2 separate regions of the Mus musculus genome follow, and region 2 is linked to region 1. Evidence: chromatin contacts called from public Micro-C data. All regions are on one chromosome and are shown on one strand. Each heading gives the region's core, a stretch centred on a gene start, on an enhancer-like site or on the middle of the called end of the contact. The rest is flanking DNA. Distances are from core to core; before and after follow the strand shown.

Region 1 (7,740 bases), core at 3,607-6,106:
CTCCCAACACACACCATCAGGGCCAGCTCTCTGCACCCAGGCCACCAAGGCCAGCTCTCCCTCACTACCCAGGCAAGAGGTGGGGCCAGCTCAGCTCAGCCTTTGGACATCAATGTGGCCTCAGACAGCAACTGAGCCCACAGATGTCCTCATGGCCTTTGGTGGTAACATGGGCCATGGACATCGATGCAGACCCCTGCTGCTGCAGGGTCATGGACTCAGACATGGCCATCAGTGACATCCAATAGCCTCAGGTGGCAGCCCAGGGTACTCACATCAGGCTGTTCCTCACCACTGCATCTTTAAATGGCTCTGCTTTCCTTTCTCTTCTATCTCTCTATCACATACTTGCTCATTGTAGTGGGATGCTGCCTATTGACTGTGCTTTTATGCTGCTGTCTACTAGACATTTGGGTTTGGGATGACTGTAGTTCTAGGTGCTGATATTTGGTCGTCTTTGTTGGGTGTTTTGTTCCTTCGTTTCTGTTGCCCTTTCTGGTTCTTAGGAAAGTGTGGTGGCTGTGTGTTGCCTGGTAGGGAATTCTTATGGGAGTTTAACAGGTATGGCCACTGGGGGGTGGGTGGGTCAGGGAAAAAACGTGTTTCTAGGTTTTGGGAACCGACAGGAATGGGGATGGGCCAGGAGGTGAGGGCTGAAGGTGTCTGTCCCCAGGAGGGAAGAATGCAGCATATCCCACGAGGATCTATTTAGCCCTCTGGGAACAGGGTAGAGAATGAGAAGAGGCCACAAAAAGTCGTCTGCTACAGAGCTAGGGGTGAGTCTGGGGGTGGGCTGGATTTGGAGAAGAGAAGGGAGAGGGAATATCTGAAGCTCACCCTTTTGCTGGCTTACTTGCTTCTCTCGAAGTCTTGGCTGGTGGGTTCCCAAAGAAATGCCTGTTGGAATTGGGGGCTGGGATAAAGTGATGTGTGGGGGCGGGAATTGAAGGAGAAGATTTGTGTGATCCATCCAAAGTGGGGGGAAGGGAAGGAGAGAAGGGAAGACAAGACCAAATGCCAGCAAAGGCTGAAGGTGATCTGCCGCAGAGCTGGAGGTGCGACGTGGGGATTGGATTTGGAGGGGAGAAGGGAGAGGTGAAGATCAGCTGTGAGCCTACCTGCTTCTCGGGCTGAAGTCCCTCCTCTGTTTTCTAACTGGCCATTTTCAATAGGAGTTTCTCTGCCTCTCAGGGCCTTATTGCAGGTCCCATATAAGAGACTCATGAAGAATGAGGTAGCAGCTGGCTCCAGCACATGGGTTTTTTTCCCGGCAAATGCCCATACTAGACAGCTGCATTTGTTCAGCCCCATCCCCAGGTACAGTAGGTATGAATTAACTCTCGAGTGCCCAATTACAGGACCAGAGTCAACTGCCCAGCTAGGATGATGACCTATGACCCTCCTACCCTTCGGATTTTTACTTCCTGCTTATGACCCTCTTCTCCCAAACCTGGAAAGGCCCAGAGGCTGGGCTGGCTTTCGGGATAATTTAATTCATGTACTCTGCATCGTGACCTGGCTCTCTTTGCCTACTTTTCCCCTTCTGCTATACAAGTACATATGTATCCAAGTACAAATGTATACAAGTATATATGTATAAAATATATATGTATACAAGTATATACTTAACTATGGGTGGCTCCTAGTGGATGTGAGGTAGCCCCAGCCAGCTCCCAGCATCCCTGCTCTTAAAGCCCTTCTGGGGAGTGAGGTGTCTTAAGATTTCCTGTAGTGTCTTCACAGGCAAGCAAGGCCCTAGGACAGACACATGCTGGTAATATCCAGGCATCTGTATTAACACTCCTGTCATTGGCCAGAGAAAGAGAAGGCAGAGGAATCAGATATTTACATATTTGTATGGATTGTTGTATGGGCAACATAAAGGATTTGGAGTATGATAGGTAGAGAAATTGTTCCCTTAACACATCATATCTGTGCCAGAACATATATATATTTTGTTACATTGTAAAGAGGAACTGAGGTCGCCACTGGCCAGTAGGTTGCTAATCAGTTGACCTTTGTACTGGCTAGTTTTGTGTCAACTTGACACAGCTGGAGTTATCACAGAAAAAGGAGCTTCAGTTGGGGAAATGCCTCCATGAGATCCAACTGTAAGACATTTTCTCAATTAGTAATCAAGAGGGAAAGGCACCTTGTAGGTGGGACCATCTCTGGGCTGGTAGTCTTGGTTCTATAAGAGAGCAGGCTGAGCAAGCCAGGGGAAGCAAGCCAGTAAAGAACATCTCTCCATGGCCTCTGTATCAGCTCCTGCTTCCTGACCTGTTTGAGTTCCAGTCCTGACTTCCTTGGTGATAAACAGCAGTATGGAATTGTAAGCTGAATAAACCCTTTCCTCCCCAACTTGCTTCTTAGTCATGATGTTTATGCAGGAATAGAAACCCCGACTAAGACAAATTGGTACCAGCATAGTGGGGTATTCCTGTGACAACCTGACCATGTTTTGGGGAGGACTGTGGAAGGACTTTGGAACTTTGGGCTTGAAGATCCAATCATTGTTAAGAGCTCTGTCAGATGTTGTGTAGGAGCTTGGAAGATAATGTTGAGAACAGTGCAGAAGATGGAGGTCTGGCTTGTGAAATTTCAGAGGGAAAATTAAAGACTCTTTTCAGGGCCATTGCTGTTTTGATTGTGAAGATTCTGTAGTTCTGGTTAGCTGGGGCTGAAGAATCAGCTGTGATTAACAAGATACCAGAACTACTAAAGCAAAAACTTTGCAGTACTTGGGACTATTGATGCTGGTTAGCTGGAGCTAAGAAATTAGTGGTGATTAAGAAGAGACCAGCATCGTTGAGGTGACATCTTCTGGGAAGTGTTTTCTGAAAGCACAAAGAGGCTGTGTTCCAGAGATAGCCAAGGTTGTACTCCTGCTGCAGTGGGACTTGGTAATGTATAAAGGTCACCCAGGTGGTACTGGTTTTGAAGGGGTCACACAGAGCAGCTGAGGCTCAGCACTGTGAGAAGCCATGGAAGGTCATTGGTGAAGGTGCAGCCTCAGTTGCAATTGAAGGCCCAGGACTGAAGGGGTCATGCAGTGTTTTGGAGATGCCAGTACCATGAGATGACCACCAAGAGCAGCAGTAGCAGTGGAGTACAGGCATCTGGAGCCTAGAGGACGACACGTGTGCTACAAAGGGCATGGCTGGAGTAGTGACCCAAGCCCTTGGAGGAGCCCAGAAGATCGTGAGTTGGGTCCCAAACATTGGACAGTTGGAGTTTAATTTTTGCTTTTGATTGTGACTGTGCCCTGATATTTTTCCCTCTTGAAGGAAGAAAATATTTTAGTGGATCCCACAGTTAAGAGACTTTTAATTGTAAAAAGACTTTGGATTTTAAAAGATATTGGACATTTTAAAGGGATTGACTTTTAATATGTAAAGACTGTGGGACTTTTAAAGATGTTTAGATCTTGGAGATGAATAAGAAATTAAGGGTTGAGGCTTACTAGTGATGTGTTTGTGTATCAAGTTGACAAGGGGTCAATTGTACTGGCTAGTTTTGTGTCAACTTGACACAGCTGGAGTTATCACAGAAAAAGGAGCTTCAGTTGAGGAAATGTCTCCATGAGATCCAACTGTAAGTCATTTTCTCAATTAGTGATCAAGGGGGAAAGGCACCTTGTGGGTGGGACCATCTCTGGGCTGGTAGTCTTGGTTCTATAAGAGAGCAGGCTGAGCAAGCCAGGGGAAGCAAGCCAGTAAAGAACATCCCTCCATGGCCTCTGCATCAGCTCCTGCTTCCTGACCTGTTTGAGTTCCAGTCCTGACTTCCTTGGTGATAAACAGCAGTATGGAATTGTAAGCTGAATAAACCCTTTCCTCCCCAACTTGCTTCTTGGTCATGATGTTTGTGCAGGAATAGAAACCCCGACTAAGACAACCTTTAAACAAGAAGTTCTCTGCATCATTCAGGTGGGCCAATTTAATCATAGAGTCCTGAAAAGCAGAAGAAAGAAACAGAAGATGTGAGTTTGGCCATGATTCTGGAGATGGAGCCAGAGGGAGGGGCCTCAGAACAAGATGGGTCAGCACATTCTGGAGGCAGGGACAGGCAAGCGGCTCCAGAAGGGTCACAGCCACGCCACACAGATGTTAGCTCACTGAGATTCACAGAGGCTCTTAAGTTCCAGAACTGTGCAAGGATAAGTCTGTGATATCTTAGGTGTCTGAACTCATTATAATTTGTTCTGCTGAGGTTGTATAGTAACACAGAAAATGTGGGATCTTGGCCACTGAGTTGCATTCGGCATTTGCTCCTCATGAACGAAACTTTATAGCTGGGAGAGGTGGTGCATGCCTGTAATCAGGAGGCAGAGGCAGGAGGATTGCAAAATTGAAGCCAGATTGGGATAGAGCAAGACTGTCTCAAAGGTGTATGTGTGTGTGTGTATGTATGTGTGTGGGTGGGTGGGTGGGTGGTGGGGAGGCACTGTGTTTGCAAATCTGCTTTGTGTAAAATGAGGAGTCATGAAGAGAAGGGCCAGCCAGATCTTGCACTGGCCTGGAAGCGGGCCACCTGCTGCCCTTTGCCCATTCTCCCCTCCTGCCTGCCTGCCTGCCTGCCTGCCTGCCTCTGTCCTGGATGTTCACTGATATGACATTTCCTGTTCTGGGAACACCACATTTTCCAGGCACCGGGATTCTCGTTCAACCGTTACTTACACTCACTCACAATATGAAAACCAAAATGCAGGCAATTGTTCATTAGCAAAAATGTATTTTATAAGTCTGCACTCAGAGCATCTCCTCATTATAAAGTCAGCCTGAGAACAATGCCGCCTCTTGCTGAGCACAAACTGAGTCAGGATGGCTGACAGCTGCAGTCCTTTATCAGCCCAGCATCCAAATTACTTCCCCATTGTGTTTTTTCGCTAGGCGTCCAGCAACCCTGAGTCACAAAGATAAGAAGCCCCAATAGTAGACATTTCTAAGAGGCCTTCCCGAGTGTCAGAACACCTTCAATGCCAGTGACGGGTGGCAGGAAGGTCTGTCCAAATGGAATCTCTAACAATGGTTCTCCGGGAGGGCAGCGTAGGTCGGTTTGAATCACAAATAGGAAAAGGCAGCCGAGAAGCCCCAGCACTGAAAGTGAGCCCCAGAGCCAGTGAGCCTGGACTCTGGGTTCTGGATGCAGAAGGGACTTCACGGCAGGCGTCTGAGACCTTGGATGTACCTGTCGGGAATAAGCCTGGGACTACTCCCAGTTCCTGCCTCCCCTCTGGTGCTGAGGCAGTTCTGTGTCCGCTCCAGGGAGACCAGTCGCTCTCCTTTGTCCTCCCTCCCTCAGCATTCCCTGGAAAGTTCCCTTCTGATACTCCTTAGCACAGGCAGCAATGGTGTCCTAGCCCAGGAAGGCTCTCGTTACCTGGTGATGCCGCCGAAGCATCTGCTTACGGTCTCAAGGGCCTACAGACCCAAGAGATTCACCCCCGAAGGAGCCAAGCACAGGGGAAATTAGAACCACCTTAAACCACATCTCTCCCTGAGATTTGAGATTCCCTAAGGTCCAGGGTTCTGTTCTGCACTTTGTCCCAGGAAAGGCTGATCATGGTGACAGTAACCCAGCCGGCAGTTAAGACCTCTTCATGGAATTTGTGTTTAACACCGTATTCCATCCAGTGTTTTCACACTCAATCCACACACCAACTCTGTAAAGAGTGTGGGGTTTCCCTTCCCATTCTGCATATGAGGAAGGTACAGAAGATACACTGCAGCCCGTGAACCAGGTGACAAGTAGCTTCTAAGATGCCCAGGTGGGTGAACAGGAAGAGATTCTGGTGGGGACTCAGGGGAGCAGCGACCCTCCCTATAGAGCTTCTGCCTAACCTGTCTGGAGCAGCTCTGATTTGCTCTGAGAAAAGAAACCCTCAGATAACCACTCTGCGCTGGTGGGCACAAGGAGGATACTTGAAACTCAAAGTCCCAGACAAGATCCTGGCTTAGAAATGTTACTTATTCTGGTCACCCGAAACTCCATCCATGTGTCAGCTACTATGATAGGACTCAGGGGGTAACCTTAGAGAGACAGACGTGGCCCGTGCCTCTAAGAGTGTAGCATTCTGGGGGTACATCTGTGCAGGGACAGGGGGCAGAACACCTTGGTGTCAGTGGCTCTGGTTTGATCGAGTCCTCCTCTCCTGTGAAGGAGAGGTTGGAACTTGGAGAGTGCACATTGATAAAGAGCTGTGTCTGTGCAGGGTCTGCTGGCCTCTGGGAAGATCCCAGAGTGTCCACACTGCTTACATGGAAGCTTTTGTGATGTTAGAGAACAGTCACGTAATGGATCAGCTGTGCATCCAGAAATATGAGTGGAAGCAAAATGGATAGATTTCCACACAAAATTGCAGATACCCCTAATTGCAGAGCTCTCTGGGGAGAGCTCACTGTACCATGCCTGGGCTGGGAGAAGCTCCCCCTCCCTTTCCCAGCCAGGGCAGGGGTCTGAAGGAGGCATCAGGTAGCCAATATGCCTCTTCCCTCCTCATTCACAGCCTACTGTGGGTTCCCGTGTTTAGACATGCTGCATTCAGCTCCATCCAAGGAAGGTCTGTACAGCTGAGAGCAAGCTCAGTCTACGCACTCAGTATTAAGCCCAAGGGGGCCCCTCTGTGTCCAGGAATACTCTGCTCACTGTGGCCCATGGCAATAGGGTTCTAGGCGTGAGCGTTTGGTCACAAGCAGGGCCGCAGTGAGCTCTGCTGCTATATGTATGCCCTTCAGGCTATTCTAACAGACAGACTGAGCTGGGGCAAAGCTCTGAGAGCGATGGCTCCTCTACCCAGGCCCAGGCCTATGCTCCTTCCTCTTTCAGGCATTGGACACCTAGTTGTTACCTTTCTCTCAGCAGCAAATCCTGTGTGTAAGCTCTGTGGCAGGCTGGACTAGACACACACACAGACACACACCAGCTTTCCTACTTTACAACCTTTGACTGTCCTTTCTCCCAACCTCATCATCAAAAAAAGCACCCATGGGCCTGCTTGGCAGTACTCTTGAGTCCCAGCAGAGCAGGGTGCTGCCCTCCTCTGCACTCTGTCCTACCCCCATGAATCCTCACTGTCTGCCCTGCTCTGCCACATCTATTTTACCATGCTGGGATGCCCCTGAGGGAAGACCCTGAACCACCCCTCCCCCCGACCCCGCCCCACCACCGCTCAGTGCCACTTTGCACAGGGTCTGCTATGCATGCGATAAGAATGTCAGCACCACACACTATGCCTATGCCCTGCTTTGCATTCTGAGCAGCCCAAGCATCGCTGCCAGGCCATGGCTCCTTTAGCTGTAGCTCCTCCAGCTTCGAGTTCCTCATCTTTGCCCTCTGTGGTCACCATCTTCCTCGATCAGATCAGAGGGTGGTGGGATGAGGTCTCGGGGGTTCATCCTAGCTACCAGACAGACGTCATAGCTGTCGTGCATGAGGACATTGATGGCCACAACGTTCCACTGGTTCTCCCAAGGGTCCAGCTCCAGAATCTCTTTGGAGATAACCTCATGTCGATCTGAAAGACAGCAAAGTAAGAAGACAAAAACAAAAAACAAACAAACAAAAAACCAAAACCATGGCAGTGTTAAGCTCAGAGGCTGTCGTCACTCTCTCCAACCGCATCCTCTTTGAGAGCCAAGGGTTAATCAACAAACCAATGAATATGGTGGTAGTTTAGGACTGTGAGAGACACGTGTCCTGAGAGTACGGCTGGAGAGATGGCTCAGCAGTTATGAACAG
Region 2 (7,740 bases), core at 2,767-5,266, 240 kb after region 1:
ATGGGAGATGCAAACAGGTGTCTCCCTCCAGTCTTGTCCCTGTAAATGAATTACATTTGTATGACTACAAACCTAATTCTAGGCATATGAAGGGCATTTAAACACTGTTCTTTTTTTTTTATTTGTTCTAGTGGATTGCAATAGATCTAACTCTCACAGAATAATATTTTTATATACTAAGGTAATTTATCCCTTTTAAGATTTTTGAGTCTTAAAAATTACAAATTTGGGAGCTAGAGAGATAGCTCAGTGGTTAAGAGCACTGACTGCTCTTCCAGTGTCCTGAGTTCAATTCCCAGAAACTGTATATGGTGTGGTGGCTGACAGCCATCTGTAATAGGATCTGATGCCCTCATCTGGTGTGTCTAAAGAGAGCGACAGCGTACTCACATACATACAATAAATAAATAAATCTTTAAACGAACATTACAGATTTTGAACTGATGTTCTTTTATTACCAAAGTAAGCTTTAAACCAAACATGCAGTCCATAGGAAACTGGGAACTTCATTTTCCAGATTCTTTATAGTGTACGTTTACAAAATTTAAATCAATTTAACAGGTCTTTAGTATTAAATAGCTCATTTTATCCCAAAGACTATAATTACAGGAGAGAACAGTGTGATCGGTTTTCACAAGGAGGCTCTTACAAGAATAAAAAGGTGTACAGCTGATTCTTGTCACAGTTACTGTGTTATGGCTGGGCATCTCCAAATGGGTCGGTTTCACAAAGTTAGCAAAGACAACGATGACTCAGCATTTTCTAGTCAGTTTTTATTATACGAATACATCATTAGAACCTTATGAACGTGAACAAATTTTAAGCATTTTATCTTTAAGTCTCATTCCCCCATAAACCCCTGTAGCACATATTCAGACCTTTTGTGCCTTGGTTTCAAGCTTTTATGGTTTTGTCTCCTATCTTTATTTATGTAAGTTATCATATCTAAAATAACTTTTTTATGGTGTCACTGATACCACAAGAGAAGACTTGCATTTCAGTAAGAGATTTAGCAGTGTTAATAACCTTGAATGAGAAAACATTTTTATAAAGGAGAACCCAGGAAGGGGGCGGGGTTCTTCAGAGAGCTAAGCGTCCGTAATTATTTCCAGCCACTGTAACCTTTACATATAAAGCCCCCTTGATTAAACAATTAAAAATAAATACATGAGGCACAATAACATCAACAATTGCCATTTGCTCCAAGACGCTTGCCCTAAGTGAGGAGGGTGTTCGGCAATATCTATTTGGGGGGCCTTTTACCCAGTGCATACAGCAAGTTTTCCACAGCTGTGCAGGTGGACACACCCCCTCTAGCCTGCACACTGCACTGTCTCCAGGAAACCTGGAGGCTTTATACAATTAGGGCCAAAAGGCATGCAAGTAGCTGGAGGAGTGTCCAGATTCTCAGGTGAGGGGTCAAGGATCTTGCCTATCTCCTTCCCTGAATTAATATTAACATTTAATAAGCCCAGTTGTGATCATTTTGAGCAGGCACACTTGGAATTATGACAATGGCAGTTGTTTGGGTTAGAAGTTATTGGGCAATATCATCTTAATTTTAAAAATCTGTTAGGCACTTTGGATAATGCAATACATTTATAGTATCTGTGTACCTTCTGTTAAAGCATTGGGCCTTGTACGTTTCTGGATAAACCTTATAGAAAACATAAGACAGGCTTTCTGACATATGTGGCACGTGGCTACTTATCATAATCATTCAACTGATATTCACAGAATTTGGCTGACTGTGATGCTGCAGTTTTGTTTTTGTTTTTGTTTTTTTTTTGTTTTTTCGAGACAGGGTTTCTCTGTGTAGCCCTGGCTGTCCTGGAACTCACTCTGTAGACCAGGCTGGCCTCGAACTCAGAAATCTCCCTGCCTCTGCCTCCCAAGTGCTGGGATTAAAGGCGTGCGCCACCACCGCCCAGCAATGCTGCAGTTATTATTGAGAGATTTAGACATAGGATCCCCTTTAACCCTTCTGTGTGTGAGCATCTCGTTAGCTGGTTCTATCATATGGATCTTTAGACCCCAAGATAAGCAATAGTAGCCTCTTGGCTGTTTGCAAGTGCACAGTGCATTTTTCTTGGGCTCTTCTGTTGTTCTCTTTTTCCTTGTCACAATCAGGGCCAGCAGGACAGCGTCTTTTGGGGAAACTGAGTCAAACATACTTGGGTCCAAAGAGGGCAGGCCACAACCTGCAGAGCCACCTTTTCAGTGAGCCAAATCAGCATGTGACCGTTTCTCATGACAATTCACACCAAAAAGGCATTTATCTTTCTTTAAGACTGAACACAGTGATCTACATATCCATAACCATTAATGTGTGTCTGCCCATGGGGGCAGACCACCTGAAAAGTGTAGTAAGTTTTCCTCCTCTCGTAAAGGTACCACGTTGCAGGATACTATAATGATTCCATGAAGCAGGAAGGTCTTGACTCTTTTGTGAGGCAAGTATCTACTATTTTTTTTTTCACTTTGACCCTTTTAAACTAATAAGTACCTCTAACTCAGAGACCATTAAACAGAAAATCACTTTAAAAAAGCAGACATCCAAGGAACTCAGAAAAAGTGGTGGAAACAAAAGCAAGAGTCTCCAGGCTTGGTGAGTCCGAAGAAGCACAGGCAGACAAAGCAGCAGGCAGAGGGCAAAAACGTCCCAAGAACAGAAAGAGTGTCCTATCCCCAAGGAAGCCGTCTTAGAGACCCAGGAGAAAGGACCCAGCATAGCTTTCCTCTACAGTCTCCTGCCAAAGCCATGCAGCCTAGGGACTCTCTCACATAGAAAAACTGGCCACACACCTCAGCAACCCTGAGGTGGAGCCCCATCCTCACTACCTGGCAAGGCTGCCAGGATGGCTGGCATCTCCCAACAGGAAAGGAGGGGGAGAGGGTTGTTCAGTGACTGCTGCCCGCCCTGCAGCTCCTGCCACAGCACCTCCCACAGTCACCATTGTGCCCTGCACCACAGGCAGTCCTGCCTTGTCTGGGACCTTACTGTACGGGGCATACGGAGCTCAACCACTCCCGACTGGCTGGAGGAGCCCTATGGGAGAATGGGTCAGGAGCTGACTAGGTTTGGGCTCTAGCAAGACTGTGAGTGGGATGGAAGGGGTTGAGATCCAAGGGGAGGGTGTGGCTACCTTTTCATCTTTACTCTTGGGGAGAGAAGAAGGGAGCTGCCAAGAAACAGTGTTGGCATCAGAAAGAGCATCCTATCTCAAAGGAAACTAGCTTAGAGACCCAGGAGAAAGGACCCAGCATAGCTTTTCTCTCCAGTCTCCTGCCAAAGCCATGCAGCCTAGGGGCTCTCTCACACAGTGCTGGGGAGGAGGGCTGGGGTGATATAGTGGGGTACAGGAGGAGTGGACAATGAAAAGGGGGAGCCCAGTGAGAAGGGAAACAGAGCTTGGATTTTACCAGACTCACATCAAAAAAGAGGCTGTCACTGCTCACAGAGCAGAGACCACAAGGGCAGAGGAACTGTTCCCAAAGGGAGAAGGGAGACCCTGGGTCAGCTTCCAGTTGCCTTTAAGCCAAAGTGAGCTCAGAGAGCAAGCTGGTTTTCTGGTCCCAAGGGAAATCAGGGAAAGGGCCCTTGATGTCTATTCTTGGTTGTCAACTGGATTACATCTTGAATTAACAAAAACTCAAATGGCTGGGCACACCTATGAGGTACTTTTTTCTCAATTAAATCACTTTGAAGTGAGAAGACCCACATCTTAGAGGTGGGAAGACAACACCCTTAATCCAGATCCTTTGATGTGGAAAGATTCATCTTTAATCTGGGCCACACCTTCTGCTGGCAGCCTATATAAAGGACACTATCTTAGAGTTTTACTGCTGTGAAGAGACATCATTACCAAGGCAACTCTTATAAACATTTAATTGGGGCTGGCCTACAGGTTCATAAGTTCAGTCCATTATCATCACGGCGGGAAACATGGTAACACCCAGGCAGACATGGCGCTGGAGAAGGAGCTGACAGATCTACCTCTTGTTCCAAAAGCTGCTAGGAGAAGATTGTCTCCCAGGCAGCGAGGAGGAGGGGTCTCAAAGCCCCACCCCATAGTGACACACTTTCTCCAACAAGGCCACACCTATTCCAATAAGGCCACACCTCCAAATAGTGCCACTCCCTGAGCCACCACAGACACAGAGGAAAGAAGCTTGCTCTCTGTTTGCCTGCTTGCTCTTAACTCTTGCTAGCACACCCCTTCCTTCCCCGGCAGCATTAGAGCTTACTTCTTCAGGATTCCAGTATGCATTGAAGACCAACTGAGACATCCAGCCTTGTGGACTGGATTCTTGGGCCTTCTGTTCATAAGCAGCCATTGTTGGAATTGCGGGACCACAGCCTGTACGCCATTCTAAAAAAATGTGTGTGTGTGTGTGTGTGTGTGTGTACACGTATGTATATATGGGATTTACTAGAGAGAGAATATGCTATAATTTCTGTTCCTCTAGAAAACCATGACAAATGCAAAAGCACAGAGAGACTAGACAAACTAGACTGCACAGTCACTCACTTAGACATCCACAGAGACAGACAGACATAAGACAAGCATTTAACCAAAAATTGCCAACTAGGATTCCCCAGTGTCTTGACTCCCACAGGAAGGCGCTGGGGAAGGGTCCCTGTCCATGTTCACTTCCAAACGAGAGACTAGCCCAGACAGAGATGTCAGAGAGGCCCATGAGGACTTGGTCAGTTTTGATGTTGGCAAACAGTGTTCATTCTGGGATTCTCTGGCCCTGGTGTGAGTTACCTGGACCAGGGATGTTTCAGGGATCACCGCTTCTGTAATAGTTCACCAAACCAGAGAGACTCAGAGTGAGGCTGGGCAACCCGTCGTCCCCCCCCCCCCCCCCCCCCCGTCCCCCATGCCCCAGTGGCAAAAATCTCATTCAGGCCTTCAGATGTTGTGTCCAGGCAGGACCCAAGAGTGTCACCTAAAAGTCCGACAGAGGAGAGTCCTTTATTTGCCAGTGGCCGAGAGCAGGCTCATGCAAGAAAGAACTCTCAACTCTGGAGAAGGGAAGGGAGGGTAGGGTTTCTAAAGCCAAAACCACAACTACATCACACCAGAGGCAGGCCAGGGACTGGAGTTTCAAAAGTTTCAGTTCAGTTGACTAAAATAATTTATTTTATGCAGTGGATCTTCCAGAACCTTCAAGTGCAGATGTATGAGAACGACCTGTTTAGCAGGATGTGTGCTTAGCAGGGACTAGGGAGCAGCTGGGCAAAATGTAAGATGGAATTAGCTAACACTTGGGCAAAATGGAGTCACTCAGGCCACCCCCTCAGATCTCCAGAGGAGTGCCTGCCCCATCAGACAGGAGGCCAAAACAAGAGGATCTTGAGCTCAGAGCTACCCTGCTTTAGTCTACAGAGTGAAACCCTATTTTGAAATAGAATTAAAAACAGGAAAGACATATATCTGGAGGCACTGTCCCCTGTGGGGCCCACTCCTGGAGCACTCCGCTCTCCCCTGGCTGTTGAGCTGGCTCAGCAGATCCACTGAGTATGTCCGCACGTGTGCCACTGCAGTTCCGCAGAGCTGGCTCCCCACCATGCACAGGCACAGTCTAAATTTAAGTCCCCTGCATCCTCGTTAGGTAACAAGGACCTGGACTGTGTCCTGCTTCTGTCTAAATCCTGAATGTGTTCCTACAGGCAGTCACAGAAGGTGGAGCATGTGTCTGCCCTCAGCCACCAAGCAGTGGGACAGAATGTGATCTTCTTGCACTACTGAGGAGGCGGAGGGAGGCTGGGGAGGTGAGAGGGGCAGCTTCCGAGGCCAGAGCTGGGAAAAAGTCCCACTGCTCCTGTTACCAGGCAAGGGCCTGGCTCTCTGTCCCTACTTCCTGTATGTGTGGGGGAGCTGTCTTCTGTGTGCAGCTGCCTCTGCAGAGTGGATCCACCAGGAGGCCTCTCCCCTTCTCATCCTCAGGGACGAGAATGCTCTTCAGGTCCTTAACAACTGAAGCCACAGGTTGGGCCCTGGCCATGAGCGCTATGCTCCTAGCTTTGCGGTCGCTGCCTGTGAAGGTTTAGCAGGACGTGGCTTTAGAGGGCCCTGAGCTCCTCAAAGGAACTTTGAAGAAGTATGATGGGGCTGTCTCTGTTTAAACACACCTTGAGGAGCCCACATAGTTGTGTGGGGTGCATTGCTGAATACTGGATAAAGGGATAGGGTGTTTGGTGAGCTGAGTCTTTCTGCCACCACAGGGCTCAAACTGCAGCACGGGACCAGGAAGGGACCAGCCCGTCAACAACTAAAAATAAATGGTTGGGCCTCTGCCAACACTCAGGAAAAGCGTAATGAGTGGAAGGCTGGAAAGAGGGGGCAGGGTGGTACCCAGCTGGTCCTCAAGTGGAACAGACTGGCATCTGGGCAGGCAGGGTGCTTCCTAGGCCTCTGTTGCTCATGTCACCAACTTGCCTGTAGCACGGTGGTAACACATGCTCAGAAGGCCTTCATAACGTTCTCTTGCTTTCTGCTCTGCAAATTGATGGGGGGGGAGGGGCAGGTGATGGAGATTGAGGCAGGATCAGCTCTCTGAGTACAACTGCATTCTTAGGGCCACATCTATTGCCCCTACTGTGGTAAGAGGACCCTAGCGTCATGAGTGACATCCTGGAGTGCCAAGAGCCCTTAGTGCCTGACTGGACTCCCAAGAGAGAGGCTATACGCATGGGAGAGGAGCTATATACACTCAAGGCCTTCAGAGAGCTTGACCCCAGGGGTCCCTGCCCAAGGTGTGATCGGGAAGGATATACAGGAACCATGGAAAGAACAGATTGGCATGAGCTGCCTCTCTGTCTTCTCAGTGTGAACACAGACGTGCTAAGACGTGCCTGTGGGAACGCAGCTTGCTAGCTCTGGCCTGAGGCAGTCAACTTAGAGGCAGCTGCTGTTGTCCTCAGGGGCTCTGCAGCTCCCATGTGGGCTCTGGCACCATAAAGGATGATGATACAGCAGAAGCCTGGAGAGACCTTCATCCCAGTGCCTACAAGAACCTCACCCTCAACACAGGCCAGCACCCCGTTGAATGCTCTTAGGAAACAGAGCCTGTGGGAGAAGTCAGCTGCCCAGTGGACTCAGCATAGCCTGGCAGTCAGTCACCAGCCTCCAGGGTGCCTCCCACACCCAGATGCTGTCTCGGTGTCAGTCAGCCTCAGAGCCACCTCCCGCTCTAGCCACACCACCGTGCTGGGAACAGAGACCAAGGCCTGCTGGTGGCTGACCTTCCAGGCACCCAGCTGTTTAATGACAGTTATTGGAGCTGACAGGGGTGGGAGGGTGGGGTATGTGCTCTCTGTATATGGTAAAGGTCAGACTTGTGAACCAAATCCCTGGGAGGGTAAAGTGGGGTCAGAGAAGGCCTGTGTTTAAGCAACTGTCCCCTGACTGGAAATTCCATCATGTGGTACAAGTAACATTGCCCACAAATCAGCCAGTGTTCATTCCTGCAGTATCCCTGTTCGGGAAGCATGCTCAGAGACATTAGAAAAACGTGTCCAAGGAGACACAGCCATAGTGTGGCAAAGCCAGATTCCCATCTCCACCCTGCTTCTCCTTGCTTAGGGCTAATGGAAGCTGCTCTGAGGCGCTGCAGGACTTGCCTCTGAGAACCGTGGCTTGGACACAGCTCTCAAGCAAGTGGCCCTAGGTTCCTGCGCCACGTGACAGGAGAATTCCAGGAATAGCTCATGACAGGCAGTCTGGTGGG

What was found. A called contact is a pair of places that touch in the nucleus more often than the background predicts.
Region 2: a contact with region 1 is called in a Micro-C map of the G1E-ER4 cell line, with 2.3 times the contacts expected there. The contact joins two enhancer-like sites. A contact is called at or near these places in 1 of 15 datasets of contacts at CTCF or cohesin (large pre-B cells), 2 of 484 Hi-C or Micro-C datasets (the G1E-ER4 cell line and bone marrow-derived macrophages), 2 of 115 datasets of contacts at active chromatin or transcription factors (embryonic basal ganglia and embryonic stem cells) and 1 of 9 other capture datasets (embryonic stem cells).

What each region holds. Positions count from the first base shown.
Region 1 is chr6:88,540,400-88,548,139 of GRCm38.p6, forward strand. It overlaps Kbtbd12 (kelch repeat and BTB (POZ) domain containing 12), which reads right to left. Exons shown (of 6, transcript NM_001278671.2): 6 at 4,718-7,516. The coding sequence ends at 7,323. Among named protein-coding and RNA genes, the nearest start is that of Sec61a1, 25 kb to the left of the region's middle. Within about 2 kb of position 4,857, at least 22 of the 459 cell types and tissues checked have an H3K27ac peak or open chromatin away from gene starts, as enhancers often do. A contact at or near this core is called in the G1E-ER4 cell line, where this site is marked.
Region 2 is chr6:88,779,200-88,786,939 of GRCm38.p6, forward strand. The region is part of intron 3 of Mgll (monoglyceride lipase); the gene reads left to right. Among named protein-coding and RNA genes, the nearest start is that of Gm26588, 40 kb to the left of the region's middle. Within about 2 kb of position 4,017, at least 58 of the 459 cell types and tissues checked have an H3K27ac peak or open chromatin away from gene starts, as enhancers often do. A contact at or near this core is called in the G1E-ER4 cell line, where this site is marked.